Linked DNA regions of Sus scrofa: region 1 is linked to region 2. The links are chromatin contacts, called in public Hi-C maps. All regions are on one chromosome and are shown on one strand. The core of a region is the stretch at or near the end of the contact, and the rest is flanking DNA. Distances in the headings are between cores, read along the strand shown. Region 1 overlaps MBP (myelin basic protein). Region 2 has its middle 19 kb from the start of GALR1.

Region 1 (2,801 bases), core at 285-2,784, 180 kb before region 2:
ACCACAGAACTGTGCACACATCCACAAAGCGCCTTCATTAGATGGTTTTCCCAGCGGTCTAGAGAGAGGTGGAGTAAAGCAATTTGCATTTTTCCTCCCCCACGTGCCCTGCCCCGCCCCCTGAGAAATCTTTGATTTTGTGGGATTCTCAGGAAAGTTGGATCCAGGCAGCTAAGCGGTTCATCCCTTTAACCTATTTGGTTAAAGACTGTAAAACGGTCTCCCTTTTACTGAATTGCCGGTGATAAGGTACCCTCAACAGAGTAAGACCTGGATCAGGAAAATGGTTTTTTTCTTGTGAAAGTGGTTATAAAACTAAATGGGCTTCTATATTGTTTTCTTGGTATTTAAGAATGATGAAACGCAGTTCACTAGGAAACGGATAGACGTTTTCTGCCCTTTTCCCCTTGCTTCACGCTTCTTTCATGGCTTATAAAGATCCTTTCCATCCTTAGAAATCTTGTGGAAGTGATTTGGCCTCCTGATGGGCTTCCTGACAGAGGCAGTAGCAGAGCTTGTGCTGAAGAGCCAGGCTTTGGAAAGAAAGGTTGGGAGCTTTCCTCCCCACCTTGGTGGCAACTCTGGCCCAGGTACTGAACTAGATGCCAATAAAATTAATGTTACGGACTACAACAGGTGTCCCAGATGTCACCAGCTTGCAGCAGAAGTGGTACGCCTGGCTGGAAACTGTCGGAGCTATGCTGCTTCTCCCTTGCAGAGCTGGTGCTGATAACACGGCGTGCGACCCCCAACCTCTGGCCATTCCCAGAAATCGCTGGACGAGGAGATTCTCTTGGGTCTTTTGGCCACGCTCCTAGGTTTGCTTATTTGTTTTTCAGAGGAAGTAGTTGCTCTGTTTCTGGTCAAACAGCTTCTAATGTGCCTTGGGAGTTAATGCTAGAGTTTTTCTGGCAAGGTCCCGGCATTTGGATTTCACAATCTGGAGAGAACTGCCTTGTGTCTGAATGGTATATGCAATCTGCTCTGTGTTTTTGCCCTTGGCAAGTCGAAGACTATGTTTGCTTCTGAATCATTGACTCGAATGATTTTAATTAAAGCCCGAGGCCTTTCCCTTCTTTAGAGAAAGCTGTGCAATGTCAGCAGCAGGATTTTCTCAATCACGGGAGCGATTCGCAGGCAGACCTTTGACTTGGGTGGAGATTTTAGGTGACCTGGTGACTGTTCTCGCAATGCATTTCTTCTCAGCTACCGGAAATGGAGAAGGCTGGTGGGCATAGTGGTGGCTGGCGGGGCAGCCTGTGTGTCAGGGCTGTTTCTGGTGCTCGTTTCAGCCTGGACAGGTTTTCAAGTTGGAGAGTTTCCTCCCTGAGCAAATTGTCCAGCTGAAGGCTGTGGGCGGCCAGGGGCAGGTTGGCTTCTGCTTTCCTTTGCCATGTTTCATCTGAAACGAGGAGACCCAGGATCCCGGCCTTCTCAGACAAATGGGTTTGATGCCCTCGGCTTGGTGTCAGAGGCCTCCTGGCAAGGACCAACTGCAATCTCCTGGGATGCAGGCATGAGATCACCCCGGGCACAGGAAGACAGGAAGTCAGTGTCACATGTCACAGCCCTTGGGTCTGCTCCTTCAGTGAACACTGAAGGAAGGCTGTGTGTTTTTCGAAGGGGCTTGAACTCCCGATGGGGGGGCCTCTGAGGCCTGGTAGTGAGGCCGGAGCTGGAAGCTTCTGTCAGGGTGGTGAGGATGCCTTTTCCTCTTGGCAGCCCGCCCTCCGGCTGATGCACCCGCCCAGGCCAACCTGCCCAGTGGCCTCTGTGAAGATCCATCCACAATTTCCATGGCCAGGCAGCCCTCACTTGTCTGAGGCAACCCCTCCTTCCTTGGCCTGGGAAGCCTGGGAGAGCTCACAAAGACACACAGGCACATCTTTACTGCAGAAAGGGCTTACCTCTGTTTCCCAAGCTCAGGGCTGGTGCCGAGAGCGAGGCTCTTGAATGTGGGTCTGGAAGTTTCTGTCTATCACCTTCTGCAATGGCGGGAGGCAGGGTTGGATGTTGGCCTTAACCTCTCCACTTCTTTCCTGGCTCCCAGGCACCCATTTTTAAAGACCTCAATGTGTCCAAAGTATGTGAAAGACTTCCCAGCAAGAAAATCAAGCTAAGACCTCAACAGAGGTGCAAAGCAAACAACACCCAGGACGACTTTGCTGTCTTGGAGTTCCATGTCTCCTTGTGCAGGATGACGGTGCATAGTTAAGGGATGCACAGTCAGGAATATCTGTTTTGGAAGGAAAAGCCAAGCAGCCACAGGCTTTCCAGCAAGTGAAGGCTGAGGGCCTCGTGCTGCTGCCATGGGAAGCAGCCCTTCTGCCGGCAGAATAGAACACCGGCCTGGCCCCAGGGGAGGCCAGAACTTGATCTGTTCTGTGTCCCCACAGCTAGACCTCCAGGGCCCATCAGGATCACCCAGTTCTGGCCACAGCCATATACTTGGAAATCAGAAGGACATGGATGCAGAAAACCTGACGATGAAGCAGGAAGAAAGCCTCTGGAAGCTGCCCCCCGACCCTTGTGTGAGGGATTCCTGGGGGCTGGGGCTGTGCTTCTCATGAGCAGAACAAGATCCTACAGCCTGAGGCATGAGGGTCACCCCAGCACGTCGGCCATCTGCACGGTTACGAAAGTTCCTGAGATTTGAAGAAAAGGCCAGTGGAGACACATGCAGTCAGACTCTGACACTTGTACTTTCTGGCCAAGAAACAGGCCAGAGAGCAGAAACCCTCAGTCCCAAGGCCGCAGCTACGGGCAGGATGTGGCCTCCCAGGGCCTGTGCTCTGCGGCTC
Region 2 (2,700 bases), core at 44-2,543:
TCCGAGCCGCGTCTGCAACCTACACCACAGCTCACGGCAACGCTCGATCTTTAACCCACTGAGCAAGGGCAGGGACCGAACCCGCAACCTCATGGATCCTAGTCAGATTCATTAACCACTGCGCCACGACGGGAACTCCAGGAAATTCTTTTATTCCTAGTTTGTTGAGTGTATTTTCAGTCATTAAAGAGGGTTTAATTTTGACAAATGCTTTTTCTGCCCACTTTGCTGTTTGTGCGTGACCTCCACAACAGATGCACAGTGACCAATCACCAACAGGGACTGAAAGAAGCAATGTGATTGGTCGCTGACCACAAGGCACATCTTATTTATGCAGTGATTTGTGGACTGAAGAGCATTAGTGATATTTGCCCTTCATACAGTTACTCACATTTCATTGTTCGCAGTAACTGAAATTTGAATTGGGTTTTAGTTTCGATGGTTAATTTTATGTGTCAGGTTGGCTAGGTCATGGTACCCAGGTATTGGTCAGAGGCCAATCTATATGTTATTGTGATGGTATTTTTTAAGTTGAGATTAACAGTTACATCATTGGAGTTTTGAGTAAAGCAGATTGCATTCCACAGTGAGGGTGGGCCTCGTCCAATGAGCTGAAAGTTCAAGAGGAAAAGCCGAGGCTCCAGGAGAAGGGATTCTGCCTCCGGCTATCTTCAGACTTGCCTGCAATGTCTGCTTTTCCCTGATTCTCCAGCTTGCCAGCCTGCCCTGCAGAGTTTAGAATTGTCAGCTCCTAGATTATATGAGCCAGTGCCTAAAATAAAACACATGTCTCTTTTCCTCTCTCTCCATTCTTCTACCTCTACATCTACACACACACACACACACACACACACACACACACACACACATGCACGCACAAATATAAGCATACACATGTGCCCACATCCTCCTGACTCTGTTTCTCTAAAGGGCCCTGGTTAATACACGGGGGGCGCTGATGTGTAAAGTGTGGTGCCTGACACTTGCGCATAGCAGACCATATAAAGCAATGACTTCCTGTGTCATCTTTGATTTGTTCTTCCAAACTGGGAGAAATGTTCAGAGGCTTCCACTTAGCCTTCCCACTCTGATGGCACCAACCTCACCGACAAAGGCACTGATGGAGGCCTCGGCCCTCTGAGGGGGGACTCAGGGGACACCCCACGTCCCAGCTGTGTACGGGATGCTGGGCGTGGACGGCAGGGGCGTCACCATAAATGGCAGTGGTGCAGACGGCTGTAGATGCAGAACCTGGTTCTCTGGCTGTACTGGAGAGGAGGGGATCTGGACGCGGCAGAGCCAGGGGTGTGCGTGTTCACTGGAGGCCAAGGGAGAGCGATGATCTCGGTGAGGAGCACGGCTTGGAGTCTTATTAAGCCGCAGGGAGTCATCAGCTACTTGGTGCCAAGATTGTGCTGAGAGCAACATAGTCAAATAAGTACTACTTCTTTCCAAAGTAAACTTCTCAGTTAAGTATTTTTTATATTATTTTAACTATTCAGATAAATACTTTTGACAGATAAAGGTTTTTCGGGGATTGACGCTGGCTTTTGGTTTTTAGAAACATCCCCGCCATCAGTAACCACCCGGTTCAGTACGTTGTTTGCACTTCTCTAGAAATTTCTTTGGAACGAACTCAAGGGGGCGCTATAGAACCACTATCGAAAAAGAGCCGGCGGATGGTCTGTCTGTTTTTGTGTGTCATAGAGGCATATTTCAGAAAAATCAGAATTATCCTCTGCTGGCTTTGTCGTGGCAACTACAGATTCAGGGCGTTTTATCAGCTGGGATTGGTGAGTTGTTTGTCAGAGCAGGCAATGAATAGCAATTGATTATATTGGTACCTAGAATAATATTTGAAACTTACAGAATAATTGAACATTTCTTTTTTTATCATTAAAACATTACAAAATATCCACTCAGTTAATAAAATCACACAGTATACGGTTATTTAGTAAAATGTGGAGGATCCCATTGTGCTTTCCCCAGAGGATGGCCTGGGTCCTTCCATATTCACGTACAGACGTGGCTGTAAACATGTAGAAATATTTATGTTCATATATGAGATTTTTTTAAAAACGTGACCAGGCTATACATACTGTCTTGTAAATAGATTTTTTTTTTACTAAGTATATTTCTTGCTGCATTCTCTGTTAGCACAGACTTGGATATGTCATCTTAGTATTTTTCAGTACGCCTTTCCAGTGGGCAGATGGAAGGCCATAGAAGGCATGTATCATAATTACTTTTTCCAGCATAATTTGGTTAGGCATTTAGATAATCTCCAATTTTCTTACTGTTACAAAGTACAGCAGTGAGCATCCTTTCCTATGAAGTCGTTGACCTTTAGTTATTTCTGTAGGAATGACTCCTGAAAGAGGGACAGCCCACTTTGAATCATTGCCCTCACTGAGATCACTCATGAGGCTTATTTCAGAAAAAGGCATGGCCTTTCTTACAATTTACTCTTCCAGCTGAAGTTTAGAACCGTTTTTGTCAAGCTCCCCCATCACTCACCTACAACTCCAAAGACGTTTCGATTGAACGTGCACTGAAATTACAGATTAATTTGGCGGGGGGGGGATTACTAAAGAGGGCTGTCACCATTGTTGTCTGTTGTCTTTTTACACCTGCGTCTAGATACTTGGCATATACAAAGAAATGAGTTCATAAGAAAGCTATGCTTTCTTGTTAATCTTA

The links. Hi-C and Micro-C count contacts between places; a contact is called where the count stands out from the background.
Region 1: a contact with region 2 is called in a Hi-C map of retroperitoneal adipose tissue, with 2.6 times the contacts expected there. The contact joins two enhancer-like sites. A contact is called at or near these places in 1 of 5 promoter capture datasets (liver), 14 of 47 Hi-C or Micro-C datasets (embryonic fibroblasts, epiblast stem cells, fetal skeletal muscle and 7 more) and 2 of 2 datasets of contacts at active chromatin or transcription factors (alveolar macrophages and skeletal muscle).

The regions. Positions count from the first base shown.
Region 1 is chr1:147,660,349-147,663,149 of Sscrofa11.1, reverse strand. The region is part of intron 2 of MBP (myelin basic protein); the gene reads right to left. Among named protein-coding and RNA genes, the nearest start is that of MBP, 12 kb to the right of the region's middle. Within about 2 kb of position 1,534, at least 23 of the 83 cell types and tissues checked have an H3K27ac peak or open chromatin away from gene starts, as enhancers often do. A contact at or near this core is called in retroperitoneal adipose tissue, where this site is marked.
Region 2 is chr1:147,483,999-147,486,698 of Sscrofa11.1, reverse strand. No RefSeq gene overlaps it. Among named protein-coding and RNA genes, the nearest start is that of GALR1, 19 kb to the right of the region's middle. Within about 2 kb of position 1,293, at least 3 of the 83 cell types and tissues checked have an H3K27ac peak or open chromatin away from gene starts, as enhancers often do. A contact at or near this core is called in retroperitoneal adipose tissue, where this site is marked.